3 separate regions of the Hordeum vulgare genome follow, and all the other regions are linked to region 2. The links are chromatin contacts, called in public Hi-C maps. All regions are on one chromosome and are shown on one strand. The core of a region is the stretch at or near the end of the contact, and the rest is flanking DNA. Distances in the headings are between cores, read along the strand shown. Region 1 holds the start of LOC123447311 (probable linoleate 9S-lipoxygenase 4). Region 2 holds the start of LOC123447316 (importin-5-like). Region 3 holds the start of LOC123447324 (pentatricopeptide repeat-containing protein At2g13600-like).

Region 1 (4,126 bases), core at 1,576-4,075, 240 kb before region 2:
TCATAACCACTCTCTTCATTTTTATAAGTCTTTTTAGAGATTTCACGAAAGGTCTATATACGAAGCAAAATAAATGAATCTATATTCTATAGTATGTCCATATACATTCGTATGTAATCTCTATAGAGAATTTATTAAAAGACTTATATTTAGAAACGGAGGGAGTATATCCGCGAGCTGGCCTCCTGTCCACGGACGGACGCCGAAGCAAATTTACATATGAGAGATACCCTAACAAGATAAAAAATAAACGTAGCTTAGCCCATACGTGCAGCTTCTTAACTCGGGCCACCGTCCAATTAATCGTTCTAGCCACGCCCAACCCAATTAATACGGCGCTGGCCAGATGAACGGCAAGCAAAGCTATGCTGTACTATTACTTCTCATCTCTGAGCGACGACCTGTCCTTTACCAAGTTTCTACGCCATGAAACTTTAATTGATACAGGTATCATGTTGAACACTACTACCATCGTGTCGATCCTGGTTTCCACACACACCAATTTGCGTGTCCTGTTCATCACCGGAAGCAGCTCCGTGTATGGATCAACAACGCGTGCCAAATTATGGGCAATGCTTCATACAAACATCACCATAAAACCCAGCAAGTAATGTTTGCCGAATTTGTAGCAGTAGCAAATTTTGATTAGAGCATGGTTAATAGTATAGCCAACTGTTGTTGGTTATAAGCCATCTTATAGCCCACTTTATAGCTAGCTTGTACAATAATTAGTTAAAAAAATACTACTTTTATTATATATGGTCCACCTTTCATTCTCACAAAGCATCTAGGAGTACGTGCTAGAGCTGACTCTTCACGAAAAGTCCGCTTCCCTTCTCTCTCATCCAACTTAACAAAAATATAGTATTTTAATCCTTACAGCCTGCTAACTGTACCTTATTGTACTTGCTCTTAGAGCATTTACAACCGGACCAGTCATATTCGTTTTAAATGTCACGGCGGGTTGCTTGGTCACTCGCCCCTCACGAAATTTTGACCCAGCGGGACGCCTCAAACAGCCGAGCTAACTGACATTCTTTATATCCAGCTTAAATATGGGATAAATATAGAGGCGTCGAGATGTGTCCATGCACGTTCGCTATGTCGGCCTGACGATGGTGTCCCACGCGGGCTCGTATGGAAATTCGGTTGTCCCACGGATGCCTCGCGTGTCACAGCGGTGTGAACATCGCGTGACGACGCTTCGGTTTGCCGCCCGAGGCAAAATTCAGCTATTTAAGATGGTCGGCGTTTTTCAACCGTAGCACATCCACCTCCTTCCTCTCTACGTGGCCACCCGAGCCCATCCGCCTCCTCTCCCATGCTCTTCGGCAATGTCATGCACCCCCTGCCACCGCCACTTTCTAACGTCGGAGCGTCGGCTGCAGGTCCGGGCAAGATGCGAAGCCCGGATCACCGCAGGGCTACCTCTCGATGTAGTGGATCTAGAGGAGGAGGAGGAATCGGAGCTTGAGGAGGGGGAGTCAAAGCTTGAGGAAGAGGAGGAGGAGGAGGAGGAGTTAGAGCTTGAGGAAGAGGTGGAGGAGGAGCAGGAGCTTGAGGAGGACGAGGGGAAGGAGCCGGAGCTTGAGAAGGAGGAGGAGGAGACCGAACCAGAGGGAGACGAGAGGGACACTAGTGTCGCGGACCCATGCACTGAGCAACATGCCACCTTAACTTCACTCGTTTGGAGTCGAATGCGAAGGCGAGTCATCAGCGATGATAGGAGATGGAGGCGGCGCAGGGCGCGACGGAGGCGCATATGCTTGCGGACCAGAATGAGCTTGAGAAGGAGGATGAGGAGCCGGAGCCCTCCCACACGCCAAGCATCGACGTCGTTTACATTTTCAACAACGAAAGCCAGGATAATACGTAGTAGTATGTAGGTTTTCTGTTTTGTATGCTTTGTATTGATCTAGAAAATCAAATATGAAAGGCTCACACATGAACGGCCGACCGGTATTGCGTCCGCGCGGGTTTGCGAACCGTGGCGAGCACACAAGAGCATACCTGGTCAAACGGGCCGGGCTAAACAGACCGGCCCGCGATCCTGGCGACATGGCCCGTCATGGGCAAGGCACGATACGATTTAAACGGGCCGTGTCAGGCACGAGGCACGCCTCAGGCCGTGCCTGGGCACGCGGGCCGACACGACACAATCCGTTTATTTTTTTACATATTTTTAATATACATATATACATAATATATGATCCAATAGACCTAAAAATAAGCTCATAAGGCTAAAATTATACAGCCGAGCGTGCTAATCAGACCAAGTGACCGACCCGTTTAATAAGCGGGCCGTGCGTGGGCCTAGAGGCGCAGCCCACGACCCAATTACTAAATGTGCCTCAGGCATGCTTGAAGGCGCAGCCGACGGACTAACACGGTACGGCCCGATTACTAAACGTGCCTCGATGGGCCGTGCCAGACACGTTTGTTTGGCCACGTATGCACAAGAGTCGACAGACCCGAAACACCGCGCAGCGTGTATCCCGCATGAAGAGCAATATGTCTCGTTAATAATCAGACATATTGCATAATCGGTCCGGAAAAAAGGAAAGCCTGGTGTGGACAGGGAGGGCGACGACCTCCACCTTTCTCTTTTCAATGGCGTCCTGTTTTTTGGCAGCCAGTCGCCCAGTCCAGTCCATGGCGTTTTTGGCAGCCAGGCAGGGCAGGCCAGCTGGGCTCCTCCTCCGTGCCGCCTCATGCTCAGCGCCGCGCTGCAGAGAGAGAGAAAAAAATGCATTTTTTAAAAGATAACCGGCGGGATCTCGTCGAGAAATACCAGTAGTAATACTGTAGTAGGCAGTAAACAAAATTGTTACCGCTACTATAATAAAGTGCACCGGAAGGCACCACCTCGCCCTCCCTCCGGCGATCTCTCTCCATCTCTGACATCGCTGCGGCTGGGTTGGTGGCCGCGGTAAATTGGTAGTATCGGCGAGGCGCCCTATAAATCCCGCCGCAGCGGCCCTGCATCTAGGCCACCCTACCACCACCACTGCCCTCCTTGTGCCAAGTGCATCAGCAAGGGGACAGGCACCCACCGGTTGTGTTCCTCGTGCTCTGCTCTGCCCTGCCTCCGCTGCAGAACCAGAGAGCAGAGGAGAGGAGAGATGCTGCTGCACGGGCTGGTGGACCGGCTGACGGGGAAGAACAAGGAGGCGTGGAAGGAGGGCAAGATCCGGGGCACGGCGGTGCTGGTCAAGAGCGACGTGCTCGACCTCGGCGACTTCCACGCCTCCCTCCTCGACGGCGTCCACAAGATCCTCGGCAAGGACGACGGCGTCTCCTTCCGCCTCGTCAGCGCCACCGCCCCTGACCCACGTAACCTTTCTTCCCCCTTCCCCTTCGCTTCTCCCCTCTCTCCCTCCCTGCGTCGGTCGCACGCCGCCGCCGCGTAACCGCCGGCTCTCGCCTCGTACGCGCGTGCGTTTCAGTTTCCCAACTCATGGGTCATGGCGTTTTCGAAACAGAAACAATCCGTGGTGATTCCACTCTTTTTTTTTTTTTGCCTGCGAATCCCGTATCGATTCGGTTCAAAAACAATCTGTATCGAACTATCGATTCCAGTTTCTTTCTTGTTTTAAGAATCACACATCATGTGCTCCTACTTAGATTCAGTTCAGAAACAATCTGTGTTGATTTCAGTTCAAAAATAAAGGGACAAAGGAGGGCAGTTTTCAACTTTTGATCATGTTCATCTTGTCGTGGACCCATCCCGTGGATCGATGCTCCTAGTCCTAGATTGGCGTGGCCGCCTGGGTTTAGCATCAATGCCGGCCATGACCTCCGGCTCCGGGGACCGACCCCATGACAACACAGCAGAGGAGTAAAAAAAATTAAAAATTTGCGAGAATGACAGCAGAGGAGTGCAATCAGCAGGGCACACGTGTCCGACGCCGCTCCCAAACCAAAGCGATCGATCCAAACTAAAGTGACAGCCATGATTAAGTTAATTTAATCAGTACTGTATCTCGTTCCATTTGCATCTGTGTTGTATGTTGTCGATATATCTTGCTGATGTTGTGACGATGGTTCCGGCGGGTTGCAGAGAATGGGAGCCGGGGCAAGGTGGGGAAGCCGGCGCACCTGGAGGAGATGGTGGTGACGATGAAGT
Region 2 (4,426 bases), core at 127-2,626:
CTGAGGATGTCACAACTAGTTTATGTTTTCTTTACATGTTTTTGCTTTTACAGAAAATCAATACATACAGACGTCCAAACATGACAAAAATTTTGATTTTTTTTTTGAAACATAAGAGACCCTAAAAGTTTTGGGAGGAGGAAAGAAGATCCACGAGTGGACCACAAGCTAGTGGGGTCTGCCCTTGGGGGAGAGGGTGTGCCATGGTGGCTTGTGGCCCCCCTGTTGATCTGTTTACCCTAATTCTTTGCATATAAATACCCACGTATCCGAAACTCTCAGAGCGAGATTCAAAACAATTTTATCTCCACCACATGCCTCTATTCTGGCGCTGGAGCCCTGTTGTGGCACTGTGTTGTAGGGGGCAACCATTGGGCAAGCCATCTTCATCAACCCCTCTGTCTTCATGATAATGTTTGAGTAGTTTCTTGAGGATCTACAGGTCCATATCAGTAGGTCTCTCTCTCTCCCTCTCTCTCTCTCTTTCTCCATCTCTCTATTGATCTTCAATACAGTGATCTCTTTAGAGATCTATTCGGTGTAATTCTTGTGGCATTATTTGTTGGGATCTGATGAATTATGGATTTATGATCAGATTGTTCATTGCTCGATATTTATTCTTTTGAGGCCTCTCTTTTTGTGCGATTTATAGTCGTGTATGCTTATCGATCTATGAATTTTATTTAAACATGAAAGATGAGTAGATCTTCACAAGAAGTGGCGCATGGTAGTGGGTTTAATTTTGCGATGACCTCATCCAACAACAAAAAAAAAGACACGTATTGCGTTGTTGCCATTAAGAATAAAACGATAGGTTTCTGTCATATTGATTGATCTCTTCATGCCTGCATCATGTCTTCTTTCTTATTGCATTATTATGTTTCTTACGAACTTAATACTTTGAAATGCATTCTAGATAGCGGCCTTGGGATGGAGTAACAGTAATATATATCCAGTTGGAAAGAAACAAGAAAAAAAGGCAAAAAAGAGAGGAATCAGATCGATTTTTAGGAAACGTGGAGGAGGAACCGAAAGCAGCCAGAAAGAAAGAAAGAAAGAAAGAAGGCAGGGCGAGACGACGGCATAATTAGCAACGACAATGGTGAGCTGTGGCGTGCGCTGCCCTGATTTTGATAACCATGCCGCGCGGGCCACCCCCCTCATAACCCCCCGGGCCCCGCGTCCAGTGTCACGGCCCGCACGACTCCACTCCCCCGACTCCGCCATAGCCTACCGAATACCGTACGCCCTGCCCGCCCCGCCCCGCCCCCCTCTCCCCGCCCTCGCCGCGCTCGCTCCCCCCAAACCCAAAAATATCCCGCCGAATTCCCCCGCCAGGGCAGCTCCCCCCGCCCCCTCTCCCCGCGCCGCGCACCGCCGGAGCGGAGCCCATGGATCCGCAGGCGGCGGAGGCGGTGCTGGGCGCGGACCCGGCGCCGCTGACGGAGCTGCTGGGGGACCTGGCGTCGCCGGCCAACGAGGCGCGGTCGCGGGCGGAGCGGACGTTCCACGCGCTGCGGGCCGCCCACCCGGACCCGCTCGCGCTGCGGCTCGCCCACCTGCTGCTCTCCCCGGCGCACCCGTCCGCGCCCATGGCCGCCGTCCTCCTCCGCCGCCTCATCTCCCCGGGCTCCCAGGCCTTCGTCTACCCGTCGCTCGCCCCGGCCACGCAGTCCTCGCTCCGCGCGCTGCTCCTCTCCGCCGCCTCCGCGCCCGGCCTCTCCAGGTCCATCTCGCGGAAGCTCTCCGACGCCGTCGCCGAGCTCGCCGCCCACCTGCTGCCCTCCGGCTCCTGGCCCGATCTCCTCACCTTCCTCTACAAGTCCGTCGCCTCCCCCTCCTCGCCCCCTGCCCTGCAGGAGTCCGCGCTCAACATCCTCGCCAGGCTCGCCTCCCACCTCGCCGCCGGCTTCCCCAACCTCCACGCGCTCCTCCTCGCCGCGCTCTCGCACCCCTCCTCCGCCGATGTCCGCGTCGCCGGCCTCAACGCCGCCATCAGCGTCATCCAGTCCCTCTCCTCCGCCGCCGACCGCGACCAGTTCCAGGACCTCCTCCCCGCCATGATGCGCGCCCTGGCCGAGTCGCTCAACTGCGGGAACGAGGGCTCCGCGCAGGAGGCGCTCGAGATGATGATTGAGCTCGCTGGCCTGGAGCCGCGTTTCCTCCGCCGCCAGCTGCCCGACGTCGTCGCCGCCATGCTGCAGATCGCCGAGGCCCCTGGGTTGGAGGATGGCACACGCCACCTTGCTGTCGAGTTCGTTGTTACCCTTGCCGAGGCAAGGGAGCGTGCGCCGGGGATGATGAGGAGGCTGCCGCGGTATGTCGGCAGGCTTTTCGCGATCGTCATGACCATGCTGCTTGATGTCCAGGATGAACCGGCATGGTACGCCGCAGTGTCCGAGGAGGAGGACGCTGGGGAAACTGGAAGCTTTGTCTTTGCACAAGAGTGTCTTGACCGGCTTGCAATTGCTGTTGGTGGCAACACCATCTTGCCCGTGGCTGCCGAGTTGCTCCCGTCGTTTATCGGCGCTGAAGAGTGGAAGAGACGTCATGCGGCACTCATGACGATATCACAGATTGCGGAAGGCTGTGCTAAGGTGATGACTAAGAATCTTGATCAGGTAGTTGGGATGGTGCTCAATTCCTTCCAGGATCCTCATCCTCGGGTGAGGTGGGCAGCAATCAATGCAGTAGGGCAGCTTTCGACGGACTTGGGGCCTGAGTTGCAGAACAAGTTGCACCATGTTGTACTCCCTGCGTTGGCTTCGGCCATGGATGATTCTGAGAACCCACGCGTACAGGCAAGTGATTGCTGACCATTTACGTTCTAAGTCATATGCATCACTCTCCTTTCAATATTCTTTCTTTTATCCTATAATTTCTTAAAAGCAGTGTTTATCATTATATCATGCAACCCACATGCTTGCTATATTACCATACAATTCATTCAAATGATAGATATTGCCCCCCTAGTGTGTGGTATTCCAAGTCTACTACTAGGGCACTGTTGACAGTTATGTAACCCGTCATGTTTTGCTGATGCACATCTGGTGTTTTGTGGTGTCTGACTTGGATATGCTGATGTGTATTAGTGTACAGGTTGGGTATCGTCATCGTAGTATTTATATTGGAAGATTTTATCATATCTTTTTACTAGTTTGTTGTGTTACACTTTGCAGTTTTAGGCCTACTTTTGGACATCACATGGCGTTTTAGGTCCAAACATAAAGTGGACTCTTAGCCTGTCTGTGAAGCTAAGAGTTGATATTTGCTCGGGCATTGTTCAAATTATTTGTATGGTATTGCAGTTTATTGCCAAATTTTTTCTACGTACTGGTTGATGGATGTTTGCACTTGTCATTCCCTTGGAGGCAATTCAGATTGGCTGTGTTTATCCGTATTACATGATGCATTCTTAATTCCTGAGATGTTGGCTTGTTTAGATTCCTGCTGCTTCTTTTTTACTATCATGTATAGAAGACATGAATTATGTCGACAACCTTTCAGTTAAAAATTGTTCTGCACAAAATTGATGATGACCTAAGAGTGGTTGCAGGTCGTAATGTTTTAGTTCTGTTCAATACATCAACTGTTTTAAAAGTAAACCCAAATGAAATTCAAGAGCATCTCCAAACGGCTCATATGCGTAATATCTCTTACAGAGATGAATTTGGAAGTGGAGACCAGAGAGATTCAACATTCAAAACATTTTTCTTGGAGAACTTTAGTTAAATAAAACTGTTTAGCACAAAATAGAAGTGCCAGATCCCTGTACACCATAGATAGACTGCCTGCAGAACATTCAAGGGTCTGCAGACTTGGAAGGTTGGTGTCTGGATTGTTTGTTTGTTGGCCTTAGGTGTTTATGTTTCCGCAAGATATGCTTCAAGGGGTATATGGGCATCCTCCAATGTACCCCGCTTATGCTGGAGTTGATGCTAGTTCAATGACCATATACATGTACCAGTTATTCACGACATTGGCATGACGGCATCTGATTGCATCTCACAGAAAAGCTTATACTGTTTATTTTTGTTAGTGTTTGCAACTTGTGCTTTCTTGGACGTGTACTTGAGTGATTGACTTGTTATGAGTGTTTCCTCCATCAAGCGATCAACAAGGCATGTTCTAACCTTTGTTTTGCATTTTATATTCCCAATGAGTTCAGGCACATGCAGCTTCTGCAATTCTGAACTTCAGCGAAAATTGCAGACCCGAAATTTTAACTCCATACTTGGATGTGATAGTCGGCAAGCTTCTCCTGTTGCTTCAGGTAAATCTTGCTTCCAACCTTAAACTTCTAGAGGCTACGATATATACATGAGCATATTTGATACATATTTGGAAATTTGTTTGTTTTCCTTATAGTCTGGAAGCCAAATGGTGCAAGAAGGTGCTTTGACTGCTTTAGCATCAGCTGCAGATT
Region 3 (4,295 bases), core at 1,151-3,650, 140 kb after region 2:
TGACTAGTGACTACAACCATATTTTTTGACTTGTATGCTTCAGTCTTCTCATTTTGACAAATATTGACCTCTAAATTTTTTCTTTTTAGGTGTCAGCCTTGGACAATATTACTGACAGGAACTGTTGCAGTTGCATGTAGTTGGGTGCTCATCCACTCTGCTGTGATTACCGGAGGAGTTTCTTTTGTAATATGTGCATGGTGGTACATATTTCTTTACTCCTATCCTAAGGTTTCTGCACCATTTCTTCAACCCTTTCTTTGTGTTATTTCTTTCTATTGAAATTATTGTTCAGAGGTTTGGTTTTCTAAAAGGTGCTAGTTGTGTCGCACTCTTAAATTTACTTTGTTTCACAGTCATAGGAGTTTTCCAAACTGCTAATCCTGGAAGATGGAAATAACTCATTATTTGACATTAACATGACTCTTACTTACAAACTAATGTAGTTCACTCTTAATCTCTTAATTACAACATGTGGTTTGGCATAGTTTTGGTTGTAAAATATATCATATGGTGCATGATCTCTAGCATAGGGTGTTGACAGAATGCAAGTGCTACACTTCAGTTGAATTTGTTATCCTGATGGCGCATCCCTGAATTTACTGGAATGTACCAGAATCATCTTCGTAGCGTTATATTCGTCGTAAGGGGTCCCTGTCTTGTTGTATGATCTAATAGCTACAACTTCAGTTTAACTGTTTTAGTGCTCTCCTGGTCAACTACAATTCCAAGCATCTCAAACTTATCCCGTATAGATTTTCTTTGAACTGAGATTGCATGATGTCAGGCTACCTAAGCACCACAAGCAAATGATTTATACCTGCCTCTAGGTGAGCAAAATAATCACCATTTACTGCTATCTGGGTGGTTCCTAAGACCTGTCAAAACAGACAAAATTATCTAGCAAATTATCAGTTATAACTTATAAGCATCAGGTACTTCTTTTTGAAGGAAATCAATGAGAATTTTTTTCATTTTAAAAAGTTATTACTACTAGTAAATAACACAAAAAGAAAGAGATTTACAAATAACACAAAAGAAAACTTACAAATTACAACATACCAGCAAACCCATTGTGCCAATTGCATCATACATTTTCTCCATTCCAGATGAATTCTTTGATCACAAGATATTCTTAACATGAGTTCACAGTTCACTTTTTTTTTTTTACAATTACAGATTTCAGCGTGGAGCTGAGTTAGAACTAACCCTATGACTTTGTCAGGCATACACCGATATGATATCTGAGAGGAGGAAAAAGGTGGCTAGCGGTGCTGAAGATACCTACGGGATGGAGAAAATGTAACCTTGTTTGTAGTACCATCACTTTCCGGAGATAGTTAGAAAATGGTTCCGCAGGTTGCACCATTGATATGTAGAATTTATTCCGCAAAAAATCGCTACATCAAAATACGAAATCGTGCTTCTCCGGCTCATTTTTCCTTTTTCATAGGAGTGTGCCTCGCTGCCTCAGAAAATGATCAGCATTGTGCATGTGCTCACTTCTTTTTTATTTAGGTGAATGTGTGAGAGTGGATTTCGTGCCGCCAAATGCGATTTCAGTCTTTTTAGTTTAGAAATTTCGAAAATCACATTTTTAAATTTCACAAGCCTAGTGACCGTCCTTGGTGTGCGGACATGGTTGAAGATGACACTCATATCTTCCTCCACTGCTGCCCCTGTAATAAGTTTGGCGCCAACTCGCGTTCTCGGTTCTCGCCTTACACTTGTGTGAGGCGATGTAGCTCCGTTGGGTCTCCAGAACGACTTCTACCCCTCTCTGACGCTTTGAATCTTATGGGCAATTTGAGGTTATCGAAACGTCAATGTTTTTCATCGCATCCAACCGTTATAACGAGTAGCAACATTGTTCCTTATTTATTTGTTCTTTTGTGATGGATTGCCGACTTTACTCTCTGGACTCGTATAGGATTAGGGACCTAGGTTGTTATCTTGTCGCGTTGTAGCGCACCCCATGTAATTCTTGTCAAATAGTATGGCTCCTTGTTTAATGCATTGGGATGGGGATGAATGCATTCACTTCTATGGTTCTTCTTTTTGGAGTTTTTTTAGGAGGTTCTATGGTTCATTCACGCTTTAGGATTCACTGTGTAATTTGGATGATCTTTTTTTATAAGACAATCCTGCGGAAAAAAAAACTTTAGAATGACCTAACCAAACATAACGACCACCCCGAGATGTATCTCGGGATGTTTTTTTAGGGGCGATAGGACAGGCTTGTGAACCTCAAAATTATAGTTCCGAAATTCATGGGCCACCTGTAGTTGCGAGCTAGTTCGGCATGTTTATTCGGCCCAGATAGCTATGGAAGCAGCCCACTTTTGTGTCAGTGGGCTGGCCATTTAACAACCAAAACGATTTCCTTCCTAGTTCGAGCCATGGGAGGAGAATGAGAGCGGCGGTTCGCACGCAGCGGCCGCGGCGGCCACCGCCGGCGGCGGCGACGGCGCAGCTGGCTTCCAGTTCCAGGCCGAAGCTGGAGAAGGCACAGGTCCCTCTAACCCTCCCGCTGAAATTCCTCAAGCTCCGTCTGGCCAGCGGCCCGCCGCTCGCGCCCACGCCCAAGGCATTCAAGTCCTACGCCGAGACCTGCGCCACCCTCCTCCGCCTCTGCCGCGCCACCGCCACCGCCACCGCCACGAGCAATGCCGCGCTTGCTTCCTCCTTGTCCTCCTCCGAACGCCTGCCGCTCGCCCTCTCGCTGCACGCGCACGCCGTGCGCTCCGGCGTCGCCGCCGACACCTCCGTGGCCTCGCACCTCCTCACCACCTACGCCGCCTTTGCTCGCGCCGCGGAATGCGACCGTGCCTTCGGCGACTGCGTCGCCGCGGGTGCCGCCTCCCCCTTCACCTACGACTTCATGGTGCATGAGCATGTCAAGGCCGGGGACATTGCCTCCGCTCGCGGGCTGTTCGACGGAATGCCCGAGAGGAGCGTCGTGTCGTACACTACCATGGTGGATGCATTGATGAAGCGCGGGCGTGTGGCAGAGGCTGTCGAGCTGTATGAGCAGTGCCCGTCCGGCTCCGTGGCCTTCTTCACGGCGACGATTTCTGGTTTTGTCCGCAATGAGCTCCACCACAATGCTCTTGGCGTCTTCCGTAAAATGGTCAGCTGCGGCGTGAGGCCTAATGGTATCACCTTTGTGTGCATGATCAAGGCATGCGTTGGTGCAGGTGAATTTGGTCTAGCCATGTCCATCGTGGGGTCGGCGATTAAATCAAACTTCTTTGAGAGCAGCATCGAGGTACAAAATTCTTTGATCACGCTGTATCTGAGAATGGGAGATGCAGCTGCAGCCCGTAAGGTGTTTGATGAGATGGACGTGAAGGATGTGGTCTCCTGGACTGCATTGCTTGATGTGTATTCCGAGTCGGGTGATCTTGATGGAGCTCGACGGGTTCTTGATGCGATGCCTGAGAGGAATGAGGTCTCCTGGGGTACTTTGATTGCTAGGCATGAGCAGAGAGGCAATGCGGCAGAAGCGGTGAAGCTGTACAGTCAAATGCTGGCTGATGGTTGTAGGCCAAACATTTCATGCTTCTCTAGTGTGCTCAGTGCTTGTGCTACTCTTGAGGACTTGCGAGGAGGAGCGAGGATCCATGCCCGTAGCCTAAAGATGGGCTCTAGCACCAATGTGTTCGTATCCAGCTCTCTGATCGACATGTACTGCAAATGCAAGAAGTGTAGAGATGCGCAAACGATTTTTGACACCCTCCCAGAGAAGAACATAGTGTGCTGGAACTCTCTCGCTTCAGGTTATAGCTACAACGGGAAAATGGTAGAAGCTATGTATCTCTTCAAGAAGATGCCTGCAAGGAATTTAGCTTCATGGAATACGATTATCTCTGGTTACGCGCAGAATCGACAATTTGTTGATGCGCTAAGATCTTTCAATGCAATGTTGGCTTCGGGGCAGGTTCCAGGGGAAATTACATTCTCGAGTGTTCTTCTTGCTTGTGCAAACTTGTGCTCGTTAGTTACGGGTAAGATGGCTCATGCTAAGACTATCAAGCTAGGAATGGAGGAAAGCATTTTTATCGGCACTGCACTTAGTGACATGTATGCCAAGTCAGGGGATTTACAGAGCTCCAAGAGGATGTTTTATCAAATGCCTGAAAGAAATGATGTCACTTGGACTGCCATGATTCAAGGACTTGCTGAAAATGGTTTTGCGGAGGAATCTATTCTTTTATTTGAGGATATGATGGCAACTGGAATGACACCAAATGAGCATACATTTTTAGCTCTTCTATTTGCTTGTTCCCACGGTG

What was found. A called contact is a pair of places that touch in the nucleus more often than the background predicts.
Region 1: a contact with region 2 is called in a Hi-C map of leaf, with 2.1 times the contacts expected there. The contact joins the promoter of LOC123447311 here to the promoter of LOC123447316 in region 2. A contact is called at or near these places in 2 of 6 Hi-C or Micro-C datasets (leaf and seedling).
Region 3: a Hi-C map of seedling shows a contact between it and region 2, with 3 times the contacts expected there. The contact joins the promoter of LOC123447324 here to the promoter of LOC123447316 in region 2. A contact is called at or near these places in 3 of 6 Hi-C or Micro-C datasets (leaf and seedling).

Annotation. Positions count from the first base shown.
Region 1 is chr4H:12,956,385-12,960,510 of MorexV3_pseudomolecules_assembly, forward strand. It overlaps LOC123447311 (probable linoleate 9S-lipoxygenase 4), which reads left to right and starts at 2,826. Exons shown (of 9, transcript XM_045123902.1): 1 at 2,826-3,333; 2 at 4,061-4,126. The coding sequence starts at 3,123.
Region 2 is chr4H:13,201,447-13,205,872 of MorexV3_pseudomolecules_assembly, forward strand. It overlaps LOC123447316 (importin-5-like), which reads left to right and starts at 1,377. Exons shown (of 19, transcript XM_045123907.1): 1 at 1,377-2,801; 2 at 4,169-4,273; 3 at 4,369-4,426. The coding sequence starts at 1,392.
Region 3 is chr4H:13,340,676-13,344,970 of MorexV3_pseudomolecules_assembly, forward strand. It overlaps LOC123447324 (pentatricopeptide repeat-containing protein At2g13600-like), which reads left to right and starts at 2,401. Exons shown (of 1, transcript XM_045123914.1): 1 at 2,401-4,295. The coding sequence starts at 2,411. LOC123451031 reads left to right here. Exons shown (of 3, transcript XM_045128048.1): 2 at 90-231; 3 at 1,226-1,436. The coding sequence ends at 1,306.